5 separate regions of the Mus musculus genome follow, and all the other regions are linked to region 1. The links are chromatin contacts, called in public Hi-C, HiChIP or PLAC-seq and promoter capture Hi-C maps. All regions are on one chromosome and are shown on one strand. Each heading gives the region's core, a stretch centred on a gene start, on an enhancer-like site or on the middle of the called end of the contact. The rest is flanking DNA. Distances are from core to core; before and after follow the strand shown. Region 1 holds the start of Cabcoco1 (ciliary associated calcium binding coiled-coil 1). Region 2 has its middle 27 kb from the start of Gm32931. Region 3 overlaps Tmem26 (transmembrane protein 26). Region 4 has its middle 16 kb from the start of Gm32748. Region 5 has its middle 50 kb from the start of Tmem26.

What was found. Promoter capture Hi-C pulls out the DNA fragments that hold promoters and counts their contacts. HiChIP or PLAC-seq counts read pairs in DNA pulled down with a chosen protein or histone mark. Hi-C and Micro-C count contacts between places; a contact is called where the count stands out from the background.
Region 2: a promoter capture Hi-C map of pre-B cells shows a contact between it and region 1, with 2.0 times the contacts expected there. The contact joins the enhancer-like site here to the promoter of Cabcoco1 in region 1. A contact is called at or near these places in 7 of 39 promoter capture datasets (the 3T3-L1 cell line, the C10 cell line, frontonasal cranial neural crest and 2 more), 1 of 15 datasets of contacts at CTCF or cohesin (the NIH/3T3 cell line), 1 of 115 datasets of contacts at active chromatin or transcription factors (regulatory T cells) and 2 of 9 other capture datasets (adipose tissue and embryonic stem cells).
Region 3: a promoter capture Hi-C map of pre-B cells shows a contact between it and region 1, with 2.0 times the contacts expected there. The contact joins the enhancer-like site here to the promoter of Cabcoco1 in region 1. A contact is called at or near these places in 13 of 39 promoter capture datasets (the 3T3-L1 cell line, 3T3-L1-derived adipocytes, the HPC-7 cell line and 9 more), 3 of 484 Hi-C or Micro-C datasets (liver and nephron progenitors), 1 of 115 datasets of contacts at active chromatin or transcription factors (embryonic stem cells) and 1 of 9 other capture datasets (liver).
Region 4: a Hi-C map of cortical neurons shows a contact between it and region 1, with 3 times the contacts expected there. The contact joins the enhancer-like site here to the promoter of Cabcoco1 in region 1. A contact is called at or near these places in 3 of 39 promoter capture datasets (frontonasal cranial neural crest and liver), 17 of 484 Hi-C or Micro-C datasets (B cells, Sertoli cells, cerebral cortex and 9 more), 3 of 115 datasets of contacts at active chromatin or transcription factors (neural progenitor cells, pancreatic cancer cells and regulatory T cells) and 1 of 9 other capture datasets (adipose tissue).
Region 5: a contact with region 1 is called in a CTCF HiChIP or PLAC-seq map of CD8 T cells, with 5 read pairs. The contact joins the enhancer-like site here to the promoter of Cabcoco1 in region 1. A contact is called at or near these places in 1 of 15 datasets of contacts at CTCF or cohesin (CD8 T cells), 9 of 484 Hi-C or Micro-C datasets (B cells, CD4 T cells, CD8 T cells and 2 more), 4 of 115 datasets of contacts at active chromatin or transcription factors (CD8 T cells, memory CD8 T cells, pancreatic cancer cells and 1 more) and 2 of 9 other capture datasets (adipose tissue and liver).

What each region holds. Positions count from the first base shown.
Region 1 is chr10:68,539,916-68,543,386 of GRCm38.p6, forward strand. It overlaps Cabcoco1 (ciliary associated calcium binding coiled-coil 1), which reads right to left and starts at 1,960. Exons shown (of 8, transcript NM_028491.1): 1 at 1,832-1,960. The coding sequence starts at 1,942.
Region 2 is chr10:68,793,857-68,797,327 of GRCm38.p6, forward strand. No RefSeq gene overlaps it. Among named protein-coding and RNA genes, the nearest start is that of Gm32931, 27 kb to the right of the region's middle. Within about 2 kb of position 1,750, at least 71 of the 459 cell types and tissues checked have an H3K27ac peak or open chromatin away from gene starts, as enhancers often do. A contact at or near this core is called in adipose tissue, pre-B cells and regulatory T cells, where this site is marked.
Region 3 is chr10:68,757,837-68,761,307 of GRCm38.p6, forward strand. The region is part of intron 4 of Tmem26 (transmembrane protein 26); the gene reads left to right. Among named protein-coding and RNA genes, the nearest start is that of Tmem26, 36 kb to the left of the region's middle. Within about 2 kb of position 1,700, at least 12 of the 459 cell types and tissues checked have an H3K27ac peak or open chromatin away from gene starts, as enhancers often do. A contact at or near this core is called in pre-B cells and second pharyngeal arch cranial neural crest, where this site is marked.
Region 4 is chr10:68,354,156-68,357,626 of GRCm38.p6, forward strand. No RefSeq gene overlaps it. Among named protein-coding and RNA genes, the nearest start is that of Gm32748, 16 kb to the left of the region's middle. Within about 2 kb of position 1,691, at least 135 of the 459 cell types and tissues checked have an H3K27ac peak or open chromatin away from gene starts, as enhancers often do. A contact at or near this core is called in Sertoli cells, cerebral cortex, cortical neurons and 7 more, where this site is marked.
Region 5 is chr10:68,672,171-68,675,641 of GRCm38.p6, forward strand. No RefSeq gene overlaps it. Among named protein-coding and RNA genes, the nearest start is that of Tmem26, 50 kb to the right of the region's middle. Within about 2 kb of position 1,666, at least 60 of the 459 cell types and tissues checked have an H3K27ac peak or open chromatin away from gene starts, as enhancers often do. A contact at or near this core is called in B cells, CD8 T cells, memory CD8 T cells and 1 more, where this site is marked.

The sequences.
Region 1 (3,471 bases), core at 710-3,209:
CTGAGTCAAGTTAGATACGGAATTTACCAGAAAAGAAACCCCAAAGTGGATCACTATTAAGGGGGCCTTTCTCCTCAGCAGCACTGGCGCTGCCCTACAAGGGTCTTTTGCCATTTTTTCCTGCCAACCACAAAGTTCCAAGAGCCCAATTGGGCAGTCCCAATGGTGGACCATCTTGCTGTGTTCTAGAAGGCCTCAGTTTTATAGGTCTGGGAAATGGAGAACATACCGCCGAATATTAACTGTCATTATTGGTTAAGGGATACTGCTAAGTAAGCCCATGGAACAACTGGATTTCTTCAGTTTCTTACCCATAAAAAGATTGAGCTAATAAAAATTGAAATATATATTTATGTATGTGTACATGTTATGGATTTTAGCTCAGTCTTTTTATTAAACTATCTTCCTCCCTCCCTCCCTCCCTCCTTTCCTCCCCCCGCCTCTCTCTCTCTCTCACTGATTCATTAAGCCTCAAATCACTAAATGTTCTTAGAAAGGGCATAACATTCACTGGTGAGTTAGTGTACAAGCACACGGAAACATACAGTCATAGAAGATTTTGTATATGTTTAAACGACACAGAATTTAATTGGAAAGTTTTCTATGCTGGTTTAAAAATTATGTTAACTTACATTAGCGATCACAAGGGAGGAATGAGCTTAGGATCCAGTTTATCATGTTAAAATGTGCATTTAATGTATGCTAATTTTATTTAGAAAGGCTCATGGGAGACCCTGCAGGCTTAGCGGTCTGCCTGCAGTACTGGGGGACTTGGAGGGGGTGGAGTGGGACTGGCTTGCTTGCTCCCTTGTTGAAGAGGAAGGCATGAAATTACTGGCTTTGTGCTTCCTGACTGCTGAGTCTGCAGCGAAATACTTATCTTCTTCACAAAGACTGTTGTTGTTTGGACTAATATGGAAGCTGAACAAAGCTGTGTTAATTAACACTTCATTATTCACTCCTCAGAGTCTTTAAAAAAAAAAAGGAAGGGAAAAAATAACCTCATGGAAACTGTACTTGATAGACTCAGTGAGGAGATTTAAACAGTAAAAAAAAAAAAAAGATGGCTTAGCTGATGCACTTGCGGTTAAATTCTTAGCAAGGAGTGCAGCACCTTCTGCCAAAACTGAACACCTGACCTTCATCACTAGGACGCATATGGACAACCATCAAGTGGTCCTCTGACTTCCACACTGAGCACTGGGACTGGGACTTTCATCCACCCACCCACAAATAAGTGAAAATGCAATAGTAATAACCCTTTAAGCATTAAGTCTAGGGTCACGATGAGTTAATGCTCCACACACATTGATAGCTGGTGCTAGGAGGGGGTGGTAGATGACCTTGTGTTACCCAAGAGGTCCCTGGAGTACCAGGGACAAATTCACTATGAGCCATGAGGCCAGGGGCAGAGAACAGACTCTCAGCTCAGGGTGTTTGGTCTTGTCTCCTGGGACAGGGACAGGTGACAACAGAAACTAACCATGACTCACTCAGAAAGCAGCAATCTTTAACACCCTTTGAACAGTTGTTGATCTTCCCAGTCAATCAATGGCACTTGCAAAAAGGGACGGGTCCCCTTTAAGATCAGAGATTACTTTTTGTTTTTCCAGTTAAAGATTTGCATATCTGTGAGGCTGCGTGAGCCTGGAACTTTCCAGAGTAAGCTCACAGGGTCTGTGTGAGCTTCAGGGGTCCTGGAGACCTCTGCCCCAAGGATCAGCTTGCAAGCCTTTACCGCTTGAGTCCCAGGCAGCTCTGACCTTGACCTTGAGTGACCTTGGTGTTAGCCAAGGACCCGGTACTGGACTTCCCGGAAAGGGACACATACCTCAGAGTCAGAAGTGCTGCCTACTGGCGACACCCCAGGGGTGGTCAACGCCCAGGAGGTCAATCCTGTGGACGACCCTGACACGTTTTCTTTAGAGGAAGCAGCCTTCATCGCCAAGGCAACCGTGGTGGGAGGCAGTGACGCCTAACCGAAGCTCAGGCCCCGCCCACTCACGGGAGCCCGTGAGGCCACCTGCTGCTCGAATTACAGTGGAAACTGAGAAATTTACTTCAGAAGCAATTCTGGAGTTGACACAGAAAGCTAACTCTAAAAGGGAGACGATAAGCGATTTGGGGGCTCTGGCTCTTAATGGTTGATCTTAAGCAATTTTTATAACGTTTAAAAGTCTGATCCGTGGCATTGTGGTCTTCAGTAGGAAAAACTGACTCTAATTTTAGAGGTGTATATTTAGCTAGTGATGGAAGGGGCAATCTGCAACTTACTTCAAAATACCGAGAGAGGCAAATGGACTTGTGAATTAAAATTGCGGAAGAGGTGGGGTTAGAACACTGTCTCCTCTAGCAACTGTTTGAAATTTCCATAATACAAAGACTCTAAACAAGGAGGTATTAGATTGGGAGTATGAAGAGCCTCCCTCCACCCACTCCACCTTGGTAGCCCAGGCTGAAGAGGATCTTGAATTGCTGACCTCCTACCTCCAGCTCCCAAGAGCTTACAATCAAGGGCACCATACCCAATTTATGCAAGCACACACTGAACCCAGTGTCACCCGAGTCCTGGGTAAACACCTTAACCACTGAGCTACAAGCCCGATCCTACATATTTGGATATTTTTTGGTTATTCAATGCTTCCTTTGGCTGCGGGATGCACCATACATTTACCTGCTTGGAGGCTGCTACCCACGCAAGACGCTTACTGTCAAATCCATACACTACGGGGTCGGTTCCTCCACGCATACAACAAAATCCCAACCCCTAACGGCTTCAAAGCTTTCCAAAGAGATCAAACCGATTATTGTATTAGAAATGTTCAGGGGATCTTGTCACCTCCTAGTGTTCACAGTGCTGGTGTCTGTGTTAAACTTTCCTGGCTGGATACATGCTGTGCAAAGCCACCAGCTTACCAAATCAGAATGCTTCTCTCCAGTTGCCTTTCAGAGAAAATTTAACATGTTCTTGTACGTAGCTTTATAACCATGTCTGTCCCTCAAGTGTTTTCGTAGTTTAAACAACCCAAATCCTGGTATAGCCCACCTCTATTCAAGAGTCATCTGTAGCTTAATTCACAGACATTCCATCTCTTCAAGCAGGTTGTAATGTCGCTTTTCCTTGGAATTTTTACTCTTCGAGGGACTGACTGAGTTCTCAGTACAAAGTATTAACTCAACAACATGGCTATGACTTTTAACCCCACTTTAAAAGGATTTTAGAATGTGTTCAATTAGTGAAAATACAGTCAATTCATAGTTATTGCCAGACTTACTATGAGCCACCAACTTCCAAACTCATTAAAGTGTTTAATATTTTTCTCTCTCTTTTTTTTTTCCTTTTGATCTTTACTCCAAAGAAATGGAATGCAGCTAGCCACCTTCTGTGAAGTTGAATGGCTCACATTCCTGCAATTTAGTGCTTGCTAAACTGCAAACACATTTATTTCTCCTAAGAGTAGTTTGTGGTTT
Region 2 (3,471 bases), core at 500-2,999, 250 kb after region 1:
GTCCCTGCGAAGGGATAATGTTCAGGAAATATTTGAGCAGCTATCGCTCTTGCCCCATGGCTCTTCCCAAAGTTAATTTTAAAAAAGCTCCTTTCTACCAGTCTTCCAAAGAATACAAATTTTGTGTCTCCAACTTCTTGGAGAAGCCAAAGCAAAACAATTGTGATAACGTCTTCTTCCTTTTTTTTTTTTTCTACAGATCCCTCAAAGGGGCTCTTTGTTGGAGCATCCTGCTTTGACATCCTATCAGGGGCAGCTCGCTAATGATTTATTATCACAGACTCTATTTCCCAGGTAAAAATTGAGACATGGTCTCTCAAAGTATTGAACTTAAGACTACAGTACTGTATTTCCTTAGCTTTCGGGAAAATCGAGAAAAGGGTAGCAGAAAGACAGCCACCCCAGTCACAACCCAGTGAAGAGCAAATTCAAGATCAAAATGCCCTCTCTACAAAGGCAATTTAGAAGAATAGAACAAAATTAAGCACCTTTAGTTTTTACTGTCACATCCTGTGTCCTTGAAATAGTCTTACCTACTGCAATGTGAGATTTAGACAATAATTTCGTATTTTTAACTTTCTTTCTACAACCTCTTTGGAAGCAAGTTCTATCTATCTATCTATCTATCTATCTATCTATCTATCTATCTATCTATCTATAGATGTATGTTTGTATTGAACATTGGACAATAGTTTTATATGAGATGGAGCCTTCTGACTGAGTCTGAATCTTCAGCTTTGTGAAGCAGCTATGTTCCATCAGTAAGCAGGAGTGAGCAGAAGTCAACTTTAAATGTTTTCTTCTCTATGATTTGAGGTTTTCTAGGCTTTAGTCTCACCAGCAAAGATCATCTGCTGTTTTCATAACTGCATCCAAGTGTACCCCATAAAAGAGACAACCGCTGGAGCAAGGTAACTGCTCAGTCAGTGAAGTGTACCCTGAAAGCACAGACCTGAGTCTGTATACCAGCCTCACAGAAAAGCAGGAAACAAACCTACACACCTGAAACCCCAAGGCTTGGACCAGGGGTGGAGACAGGTGGATCCTGGGAGCTCATTGGTTAGTTAGTTAGCCTAGCTGGGTAGGGTAACTCTAAGTTCTGTGAAAAACCCTATCTCAAAATATAAGGTAGAGAACAAACAAGAAAGGCACCTGATTTTGACCTCCAGCAACCACATGCATGTGCGTGTGTGTGTGTGTGCGCGCGCGCACACACACACACACACACACACACACACAGACACACTGCTCCATACACCCATACACATATGCACAAATGCACACTAATGTACATTATGAGCGCTCACGCGTGCGCATACACAGACACACACACACGCACACAGGCACACAGATGACAACTATTCCCATAGGTAGGATCAAAGTGGACTCACTCTATGTTCTTAACTGTTAACTACTTTGCTATCAACAGCTTCCACCTTCCAGAATGTTCCCATGCTCCTTAAAAATGGAGAAGCAAGGCTCGACTGGCTCTTTCCAGTGAAATGTTTGAATCGTGCACATTTGTTCAGAGAAAACGCTTTCCATTGTTTCTGCGGCACTGGGACTAATTAGGTCAGAACGTTTTCTTTTGATTGTCTCCCTTTTCTGAATTTAATGAAGGTGGAAAAAGAAATAAAGCTAATTTTCCCTCCACATGCTAGAACCCTTTACCACACTTGTAGGACAGTTAAGAGCATCCAGAGCACAGAAGACAAACACGGAGGTGGCAGGAAGTGGGTGGGGCTCTGGAACAGATCTTGGGACTTTCCATGACACAGAAGCCCGCTTCCCTCCCAGCCTGGTCCCTGGGGGCATAAGCCCTTGAAGTTACCCTCCTGGTGAGTCTGCGCATCAGTACACTCAAAGGGAAACAGAGGCTTCCTTTCTCAACCCTCATTTGCATAAGTTGAAACTTAATCCAACTCTGCTGAGATGTTCCTCAGTTCTGGCATCTGCCCCACTCTTGCCTTCTCCTTCCCCCTCAACTTCCCCAGGCTTTCTCAAATCAAACCGGCATAATTTCTCTCTGTGAAAGCTCAATTGGTGACCTTGGGAAGTCAGAGCGGCTTCCAAAAGGAATTCATTACTGTGTTGAGGTGACATTGGCTTTCATGAAAACGAATGTTCTGAAACAAACTATCAGCTTTGGAAAAATAATTCATCACATTTTTTTTTGGTGGGGAGGAGGATAAAATGTCTCGCGTTAAAAAGGACCTCTCGTGGGTGACCTATCTGTCATGAAAAGCGTTGTTAGGACAGTCTGTGCTGTTTGGAAGCCTGGAACATGGACGCTTTCATGCCGACTTTCAGGAGAACAAGGTGAATCATGAAACACTCAAAATTATTCTCCCGTGGTTCTGTTGAAATGATTCTAATTGTTTCTGAAGGTGCACCTGGGAGACAGAGATGGGAAGTGGGGTTCCTGGGTTCTGCCCAGTTCAGTGAGTGATGGGGATGGGCGGCACTTCTGCAGCTTCTCTGTCAGCCAGCGGACTCCTCTCACTGTCTGGGCAGGCTCTGCCAGTTTGCTTCTTCTCAAGGAGACAGAATACTTACTGCTTGCTCCAGAATTTAAAGGTTAACAACACACCTTCCATGATTTTTTTCCTTAATTTTGAAAGATTATAGTAAAATTATGTTTATTTAAATCTAAGATTAATGTCTACCCTTCAAGGAAGCTTATTGGGTAGCGACGCATGCTACCAGGTCTGACTAGCTGAGTCCAATCCCCAGAATCCACGTGGTAGAAGGGAAGAAAGAACGTCCTGCAACTTGTTCTCTGGCCTCCATATGCTTACCAGAGTACCATATGTGTGCATGCATACACACATGTGCATATACACTAAATAACTGTGAAACTTAAAACAACATTCACGTGTCTTATAGCTTAAGCCCTAATATTATGTCATATTTACTTTAGACGTTTACTTATTTGAAAGAAGGTGAGGGTTTCATTTCAGCATTTTTTAAAAATTACGTCTATGTATGTGTGTATGTGTGTCTGTGTCGGCACAGGCATTTGAATATAGGAGCCAGCAGTGACCAGAAGATGTCATTGAATGTCTTGGGAGATGGATTTACAAGATGTTGTGAACTGCCCAATACAGATGCTGGGAAATGAACTCTTCTGCAAGAGTAGTCAGTGTTCTTAACCACTGAGCCATCTCTCCAGCTCCACTTTTCCTCTCTCTCTCTCTCTCTCTCTCTCTCTCTCTCTCTCTCTCATTCTTTCCTTCCTTCCATCCTTCCTTTCATTCATTCACTCTTTCTTTCTGTCTTCTCTTATTGCTGTATGTAAGCATGAGTGATGTGCATGTGAGCACAATTATCAAGGTGGACCCATGGAGGTCAGAGGACATCTCTGCAGAGTCATTTGTCTTCTTCTACATTCATTTGGTCCCAGAAATCAAATGGAGGTCACCAGGGTCATGTTACAAGTACCTTGAAGCCATCTTGCCTACACCAGACCTT
Region 3 (3,471 bases), core at 450-2,949, 220 kb after region 1:
ATGTAACCCTTAGTTACCGGCTCCTTGTTTCTCTTTTTGACGTATCACATACTTTGTTGATAATTGGCCACTCTCCATACATCTCTGCCACCATCACAAGCTTCTTCATCTGTTACCTTAAAAAAATGCTTTTATCTTATGTGTATGAGTTTGCCTGTACACATGTATGTGCTCCACATGTGTTCAGTGCCTGCAGAGACCAGAAGGTGGTTTATGGAGCTGGAGTTACTGGTAGGCACTGAGAACTGAACCTGGGTCCTCTAAAAGACTAGCTAGCACTCTTGACCACTGAAACGGTTCTCCAGGCAGACCTCTCCCTTTGTTTCTTAATCGGAGCAATCTATCAATTTCAGGATGGCACTGGCTGATGCTTGGCCTATTTATTTATTTGTTTGAATTTATTTATTCATTTATCTTATTACTCAATTATCTTGTACTAATGCTTTGTAAATAATATTATTGTTGTTCATTTTTATATTATTTGTCTTATTTATTTTATTAATGTATCTATTTGATTTTCAGTGTCACTTTTACCTTGAATCTTGCACAATTCCAATACAATGAAGTAGTTTGCAATTTGTAACTAGAGCAGAAATGGATATGGAACTTTAAACACTTACAGCCACACCTACTGAAGATGTGGGATGTATTCAGATGCACACCTGTGCTCAGAGAACCTTCATTTAAACAAGACCCAGTTGGGCCCTCTCTGCACATGCCTCTACTTTCTTAGTCAGCTGAGTGCACAGGAGAATTTACCATGTCTTTTTAGAAGGTCTGTAATAGATTTGAAGTCTATTCATCACTTACATGAATTGGTTTAAAAGTTTTAAAGTTGGTTTTAAAGTTTCACTTTCATTTCTAAACAAACCCATCATGTCTCTGGACCACTACATTCTTTTTTTTTTTAATTTATTTTTTATTAGATATTTTCTTTATATACATTTCAAATGCTATCCGGAATGTTCCCTATACCCTCCCTCCACCCTGCTCCCCTACCCACCCACTCCCGCTTCTTGGCCCTGGCATTCCCCTGTATTGGGGCATATAAGGTTTGCAATACCGAAGAGAGGCCCCTTGGACCACTACATTCTAAATGTGAGCTTGCTCGCTCTCTCTCTCTCTCTCTCTCTCTCTCTCTCTCTCTCTCTCTCTCTCTCTCTCCCTCCCTCCCTCCCTCCCTCCCTTCCTCCCTTCCTCCCTTCCTTTCTTATTTCTTGGAGACAGGGTCTCTGTGCAGCTTTGGAGATTCTGTAACTCACTATATAGATTAGGCTGGTGTTGAACTCATGGAGACCCACCTGCCTCTGCATCTTTAACGTTGAGGTTAAAGGTATGTACCAACATGCCTAGCCTTTTCAAATTGCATTCTAAACTCATTCAGCTCCTTCCAGTCTCAAGGAACCTCTCACTTTGAAAACCCAATCTCCGATTGATCAAGATGGCCTTAACATGTTTTATTGGGGTACAGAAAACGACTGGGGAAGGAATGGCTGCAGGGACAGGAAGCTGGCCTGGCAGACAGGAAATGAGATAGAAGAGAAGTCGGGCTATAAAAAACCCCAAACCCCATTCCCAGCGATATACTTCCTCTAGCTAGATTCCACCTCCTAAATTTTCCATAAGCTCTCCAACAGCGCCACCAGCTGGGCCCCAAACTAGAGACCAAGTGTTCAAACACAGGGTCCTACAGCAGGAATCAGTGGTGGGAGGTGGGGGAAGGCTGACAGTTTATATTCAAATTACAGTCAGCCTTGGCTTTCTCTCTCAGAGCATTTCTTACAGGAAATCTGAAATGGTTCTTCACTTCCCGCTCCTGTTGAGTTGTAATCTCCTCTCAGCTCTTACAGACATAAGATCCCTGTCTTCCAGATGTATTAAAGAACCTAATGAGCGGACAACATCATAGAGGATGAAGGGGCTCCAATCTTGCAGTGTTTGTGGGAACACCCGGGCCTCACTTTAAAACTCAATTAATAAACAGAAATCCCCATCCATTTTAATCAGCTGCCCCGCCCCTAGCCCCACCTCCTCATCAATCAGCTGCGCCCCCCCCCCCTCCCTGGGGGTCCTCCAGTGCTTTCTTTCCTAGGGTTTAAAACCTCTCCCACCTTTTGTTGCAGCATATTGCATTGATTCTTCCCACCAGCTGCAATCATCTGGAAGAAATTTTTCTTGCCCCTTTAACTTTATCCTACACAATGTCTCTCTCCCTCTCCCGACGGCAGCTGAGCCGGGAGCATGCACGCCCTAGACATTGCTCTTACCTGCAACTGTGCTACATTAAGGAGAGTCAATGATGCTGGATTTGTTGCTTGTCGCTGGTTAATTTGCACAGCATGGATGGTGATCTTTGACAGCGTGTCTAATATAACCCATATTTGTGAAGGGGGGGAGGTATCTGTTGACCTTTCTATTGGCCGTGGCTTCTCTGTCAAAATGTTCATGAGTCTAAATTGAGCATATTCGGGAGAAATAGTTCATCACCTCTGGGAACACCCTCTATAGGATTTCTGAACACAGATTGTTTATTAAAAAGAAAAAGTCTGTTTCAGCACCATTACTATATTTCAGAATATTTGACAATGCAGAAAAGGCCTTTCGTATGTTTTTCCTGGGCTCAATCTCGTGAACTCTTTTTTTCCCCTTGAAACCTTTGTGCTTTCTCTTCTCTTTCTCTTCTTTATTGTCTCAATGTGTTTGTTACACTTTTAAAAGTGCATGAATCCTATTTGTGCACTGTCTCTTTTATACTAAAAAAAAACTCTCCATTTTAAAAAAATAGTTAAGATAATCAAAGAGTGACTTATTTTATATTTTTTTAATTTATTTTTATGTGCATGGATGTTTTGCTTCCATGCATATTTGTTTTTTTGTTGTTGTTGTTCTTTTTGTTTTGTTTTGTTTTTGACAAAAGTGGTTCTTTTTTTTCCATTTTTTAATTGGGTATTTATTTCAATTACATTTTCAATGCTATCCCAAAAGTCCCCCCACCCACTCCCCCACCCACCTACTCCCACTTCTTGGTCCTAGCCAAGGCTTGGTCTGTACTGAGGCATATAAAGTTTGCAAGTCCAATGGGCCTCTCTTTCCACTGATGGCCGACTAGGCCATCTTCTGATTCATATGCAGCTAGAGACACGAGCTCAGGGGGGGCGGGTAATTGGTTAGTTCATATTGTTGTTCCACCTATAGGATTGCAGATCCCTTCAGCTCCTTGAGTACTTTCCCCAGCTCCTCTATGGGGGCCCTGCCATCCATCCAATAGCTGACTGTGAGGATCCACTTCTGCGTTTGCCAGTCCCTGGCATAGTCTCACAAGTGACAGCCATATCTGGGTCACTTAGGCAAAATCTTATTAGTGTATACAATGGTGTCAGCGTTTGGAAGCTGATTATGGGATGGGTCCCCGGATATGGCAGTTTCTAGATGGTCCATCTTTTTTTCTCAGCTCCAAACTTTGTCTCTGTA
Region 4 (3,471 bases), core at 441-2,940, 190 kb before region 1:
TGCCAATGTTTGTGGAGGGTGAAGAAGGAGAGAAATAAGGAGCTGGAGACGCCCCCCCCCCATCATTAAAGAAATAATTGCAGTACAGATTTTTTAACAATTGCTCTCCCTGCAGTGAATGTTGTTATGGACGGAGCTAATAAATGTCTTCAACCATTACTGCTGGGATACACTTTTGGCTTATTTTTCTGCCATTGGGAGGCATGGCTGGGTTGAGACATTCGGTTTTTTTTTTTTTAGCTCCCCCCCCCACCCCCCCCCCCCCCCCCGCCAACACCACCCCCCCTTAATCAAAGAAAGAGATCTTATCTCCCTAGCCAGCCTAGCTTACCCCCTCCCTCTGCCCTCCTCCCTGGATGCCTAGTTTACTGAAACCTGACTTGCAGGTCAGGGAACTGGTAACAGATTAATTTTACTCAAAGAGGAACACTAAGTATTTTGGCTGGGACACATGAGAATCCTGTTATAATATTACCATTTTCCCCTTTCTAAATTAAATATTAGGAAAAATTAAGCCAAGTAGTGGCCCACGCTACAGTGGAAAGTATTTCTCTCACAAACACGGGGAGATAAATGCTTGTGTGAGTGAAGGCACAATAAATACACATTATGTTAAAAAACCTAAGATTATGCAGGTTTTAGAGTTATAGCTAAAAGTGGTTTAGTGTTTCATGCCTAATAATAGATTACGCCTATCATATTTCCAACCTTCATTTCTCCTCCCTTTGAAGTCCAGCCATATAAAGGTTGTTTGTTGAACCACACTAAAGTTAAAGCAAACATTACTTAGGGTGATTCATACTGGCAAGAATTTGCAATGAAGGCAGTGGTGTGTGTGTGTGTGTGTGTGTGTGTGTGTGTGTGTGTGTGTGGTGTGCCTGAGTCAAAGGAAATGAAATGTTTGTAATATTTTTTTTCGGTTGATAAATTTATTAAAACATTCTAGAAGCTTCTAAGGGAAGCAGGGCTGACATACATAGACTCTCTGCAAACAGATTACACCCGGGGCCCCGTGGGGGAGGCAGACCTTAAAAGAGGGAAAAATTCTCTGGATTTCAGAAATTGCCACCAGGTCACAGCAATACTTAATTAACTGAATCCATTAACAGAAGGCTGTAACCTAGTTGTTAAGAAGAAGGAAAAAACAAAAGACAAAAAAAACCACACACACACACACACAAAAACAAAACAAAACAAAACAAAACAAAACAAAAAACCAAGAAAACAAAAAACAAAAAGAAAGAAAGAAAAGGAAGAGCAAAGTTAGGGAGTAGCTAGATTCATTTACTCCTCTGTTCTGTGCTTAGGATTAGCCTTTCAGAATGAGCAACCTGATTTTTTTTTTTTTAAAGGATCCATTTACCTTCCAGGCCTTTTCATAGCAAAACATTTTGTAGGGTTGCAAAAGAGATTAATTTGTTGCCAGTTGCTCCATACTGGCAGGGTTTCTGAATAAAGAATGTAAGCAATCTATCTTTGTTTGTAAGATATAATTAATCTGGCAGTTAAAATTCTTTGGAAACATTCTGATGACTTATGTGGAAAAGTGGAGCAAAGATTTCAAAGAAAAACTCAGAACTGTGTGCAGGGGAAGATAAAAGATATATGAAGTGTTTGTTCTAAGCGATACTATTCATTTACAGATCATAACGTAGCCCCACCCTGGCAATTATTCTGGAAAACAAGACAAATCTTTGTCTAGAGCCTTCTGACGGCGGTCTTGATTTGACAAACAAAATAAGCACATTACTGTTGTACTCTAATAGACTGCAAGCTGTTTTATTAGAGTCAGCTGAATCCTGTTTTGCATAAAAAAGAACACTGTTTGCTATGGAGAACACATTTATGTTAATAGGACTTTGACAAAGTAAAATAAAATCGCATTAAGATGCTGCAAAGAGATAAGACAATGAAATCTCCGGGAGAGAGAGAGAGTTTTGGCACACACTAATTACAGTCACGTCCCTGCAGGAAAAGAATATATTTTTACACCAACTATCCATGTGTTTGAAAATGCAGAGAGCTTAAAGCATAATTCCTGGTCTCGGCATTTCCTGGATGCGTCAGGCCCCGTGTGTCACTAAGGTGGTGACTGTTTTAAAGGAGTCTATCTGATAAATCCCACTTTCATTTTCAGCAGCAAAGGCAGGTTTCTTTCTGAATGTGAGCGAGCCTGCCATCATCCTGCTTAGTTTGAAGGGACTTTCCAATATAGGGCCGCTGAAAACAAGGTTTTAGATTACATGGTAATTTAGGAATGCATGAAAAGTGAAGCAGTTACCATAATAGGGTTCTGGGTAAACTTCATGGTTTTTAGAGCAAAACATAACAACATATGTTTTGTGATTTGTCTCAATGATTATATACATATATATATATATGTATATATATATATATATGTATATATATGCAATTTTGTTCGGGTACTATCAAAATATTTGGAGGCCTCATCTGTGCACAGCATTTTTATAACCTTATTTTGAAAACTGATGTCTCTTCTTTTAGTTCAGTCATTAAAAGGCAGGCGATGATGGACGCCTGAATGCCTTGGGTTTTATGACTAGTCAGTTCCTGGCAGCGGCCATATTTCTTCCCTAGTGAAACTTTAATATTCCTTTGGCCTTGTTTAGGCTAAAAAAAAATTTTTTTTTTTTTTTTCAGGATGTGTGTGTGGGGCAACTTTGCTACTCTGGCTGGCTACTTATAAATATCACCAACCAGATATCATACCAAGCAGATATCTGCCTCTCCCCCGCCCCCTGCTCCCCACCCCCCATGACTTAACACCCCACAAAATGAAGAGGCCAGAAAGGGAGACCTATTCTCCCTGGCTTCTAATAAATACTTCCTGCCCTGTGATTATGCTAGATTCTTTCCTGTTAAAAGAGGCAGGGTTATGGAGAAAACCTTGTCGGTGGACGGCGGCGCTATTGAAGGGAAGTGAGCCTCCTTGGAGTAGAACGGGACTGCTATTTGAATTGCTGCTTTGGAACTTGTCCTGAATGAGGCAGCTTTTATGAGAGGCCCGATTTTCAGCCCAGACTCTTTGATCTTCTTGAAGTTGCAACACCAGACACCAGGTGTCTCCACTTAGCTGAGCTGAAGGTCCTGGGAAAGAAGGTTGTGTCTCCAGAAAGGTTGACTGAAGCCTTGCCTTCCTTAGGGCTCCTTGCCTGGGGAAGTGTATAGGGGCTTGCTGGGACCAAAGAATACAGTCTTGGTGTTCTCACTGTTTTGGTAAGAGCTTGTGCCTCAACAGGGAAGGAACCTCAGTTCTGTATGGAATCCATGAATACTGGAGCCTCAGCAAACACTGAACTAGGCTTCCACATCGACCGTGAGTCGCCATCTTGGAAGGCGAGAAGCCATCACCCAGAGAATGGAAGCCTTTCATGTAGGTGAAGGCCAACTCTGTGGGAACCTTCTTCCTGGAACTCCTCAGCGAAGAGCTGGTTGATGCTCCAGTTTAAT
Region 5 (3,471 bases), core at 416-2,915, 130 kb after region 1:
ACCCACTGTACCCTCTATCCATCTCCTCAGAGATCCCTCCTTACTATGTCTCCCTCCAATGTCTTATATTTCCCCGCCCCCAGATTTGCTGGGAATATTCTCAGGCTTCAGAGGACAATAATTATCTACTCTCTAGTTGAAATTCTATGGGAGATGCCCAGGCGAAATGATTGCGCTCGAAACCACAATTTCTTAGGCTCTTCGGCAGAAAAGCAGTATTTGTGTTTCCCACAGCATGGCGGGGGTGGTTGACTAATAAACGCTTGCATGTTATTTCAAAGATGACAAGGGCCAGCTATTACAGTGTATTATTATCTCATTCTCTTTCCCGAGCTGGTGTGAGTGTTGGGTTACGGCTGGCTCGCCCATCTACTTACGCATGTTCTCTTCACTGGAGGAGTCAAATTTCAGCCTAGCACAATCGATGAATGTTTATGAGGCTCATTATGGGTCTAGACTCCCCTCATGCTCAGTGCCATTATGAGCAAACACTAAGGCTTGGCTTTGAACCTCGTGGTATCTTATGCTGACCGGCTTCACTTACATCCTGGTTTGTGTACTTGGGGTCCTGTTTCTGTATTCTGTAGAATGCTTGGCCACTTGCTGGCATCACATAACTGTCCAATAAAAGTAGTGATAAAGTTGTAAATTGTTCTCTTGATTTGCCTCCATATTAAAAAATAGACTACACAGGAAGAAATACGTTCTCATGGTTTTTGGCAAAAGACAATTCAAAGCCTTTGTTAATGGGAACACAGACTCTTCTCTCTCCTGCTTAGTAATCAGGAAGATGAAAACTATTTACGCAAAGAATCCTGGCTGGATCATCCTTAAATCATTTATAACTCACTGAGTGCTTTGAATAATGGAGAAGCTAGGGGGGCCTCTGATTCAATTTTATCTCCTTTGTTTCTTTACTATCTTTGTGCTTTCTTACATTTAGAAGAATGTTACAAAAAAGAGGGTTGGGATTTTTTTTTAAAGAAAAGCTATTAAAAGCTTTTAGGAGGACTTGAGCTTTAATCAAACCTTTCTGTATTCAGGGAGGCCAAATCTCCATGGACCTGGAGACAGCCTGAACGTTAAGCATTTGAAAAGCAAACTAAATTCATGAGCTAAGCCTTGCTTCCTTCCCCTGTCAGCCTTATCATTCTTATAATAGATGCGACATTAGCTCAGTACATTCTATGACACAAAGTCTCCATTAGATCACAGTATCAAATGATGGGAGCGCATATTTACCTGACATTTTTCATTTATAAGTGCTACATTGCATATGTATTCATCTTCCTAGGCTAATTACTAAAAATAAAAAAAAAAAACCCAAAACCTCGGTAGTTTAAAAACTGTAGCTATCTTCCATGTTACAGTTCTGGGCCCAGCTCAGCTCAGCAGGCTCTCAGATCTATCTCAGCTGCTGAAATCAAAGCTGTACATGGTGTAATTGCTTGCAGGAGGCTCTAGGGCTGGGTTCAACTCTGAGCCTTTTTACACGGTTCTCAGAGCCCCATTCCGTAGGACTGTGGTTTCTGCTTCCTTCCTGGGTATTACGTAGATGTTTTTCTCAATAAGTACAGGCTACCTGCCTCTGATGACTAACCAGCTCCTCTCTCTCTCTGTAAAGCTAGACATCAAAGATCAAGTCCTTTTACGTGTTGAACCTTTAGCTCTCCTCTCTTCTCAATGGCTCACTTGATTCGATTAGGCTCACCCCAATAACCTAGAGCAATCTTACCATATCCTTATCTGGAAACTCCATTCTGCCCTCTAGTTCTTTTGCCATGTCAGCTTTGTACGACTCTGTGGTCAGGAAAGTCCATATTTTCCTTAGCTTATGGTGTGCATTAGGCAAGGGTTGCAGCGTTAGTCTGAAAGGCTTGTTTTTATTTTATGTGTCCAGCACATGTCTGTGCACAGTGACCCTGCAGAGCCCATGAGGGATGGTTGTGAGCTACCTTGCAGTTGCTGGGAACTGAGTTCTGATCCTTTGAAAGGTGACAAGTCCTCTTAGCTACTGATCCATCTCTACAGCCTCAGCTATCCTCATTTATAGATGAAGGAAGGCAGTGTCTTTGTGGTGTAATTAGTAATGATAATGAGAAGGTCAGTGGCTGGAGATCTTAGTTTCTGCTATTGTTAGCTTTAATTAACATTCAAGAATGCACAGCAAAATATTTCATCTGGGGACGTGAAGATGAAAGATACAGCTTATAATAGTTAATCTTCGCTGTTAAAATACCTGGACTTAAAATCAACCAGAAGCCCTACCTCTGTATTATCCTGTGAGGGCATTTTTCAGAGAGGTAGGTCCCATCTAAATGTGTGTCACGCCATCTCATTATCCCTGGTCCTAGTCTGAATAAAGAGGGAACCATGAGCTGAACACCCACATTTATCTCTCTCTGTTTCCCTGGAGATGTAACGTGACTAGCTGCTTCATTCTCCTGTCAGCATGGCTTCCCATGGTGATGGTCTGTATCCCTTCAAACAGTGAGCCAAAAGAAGTCCTTCCCTGCTTAAGTTGCTTTAGACAGACGCTGTGTCACAGCCATAAAAATAAGTGGTTCAAAGCAACCACACTCCTGCACCAAAACCCACACAGATACATACACAGACATTTTAAAAAAAATTAATATTTATAGAATTTGTATTTTTTTTTCTGTGTGAGTGTATGCATGCAAACCTGGGCGTGAAGCAATGGAGGGCCATGAAATCATACGCTAGGGAAGGCATCCATGTATAATGTGCCCTCACACTTAGGGATGCAAAGACATGGGGTTGAATGGAATAGACTAGACTAGGCTAGACTAAACTAGAAGGCTATGAAAGGAAAAAAAAAGAAAAAGAAAAAAGAAAATGAGTTTAGAGCTCTGATCCCAGCACTCGGGAGTTTGCAGCAGGAGAGACGAGTTTACAGAAGTCGAATCACAAACGATTTTTTTTTTAACCTCAACAACCAACACCAAACAAAAAATATCCAAGTCAAAACTGTTGATTGCTCGGTAGCTTTCTTTTCCACAGAACAGTTTTCTTGCTTGAGGCAATAGGACACAGGCTGATTATCCTGACCTGGGTATTTAAATATGGTCTTCAAGGTGAGCAAATGCATCTCATTCAGAGGAGGCAAGTGATAGTTTTTGTTCTCCATGAGGACATTTGGGTTTTCAAGTTTAGCATCTGAATCCTTAAAGGTTTTTCTGGTTTTGCTGTGTTTGTTTCTGAGACAGGGTCTGACCATGTGGTCCAGGCTGGTGATTTGGTCCAGGCTGACCTCGAATTCACCAGCCTGTCAAGTACTGAGATTATAGACATGTGTCACCTCATGTAGCTTAAAGGTTCTTCTCTGACAAAATTTGATGGTGTGTTGATTGATATACTTTGTTATAGCTTCATGTCATTATTGGGATTGTTTAAATAATTTAGTGACTCAGGTTTTCAAAATTGCCAATTCGAGATACTCCAAACTGCTCA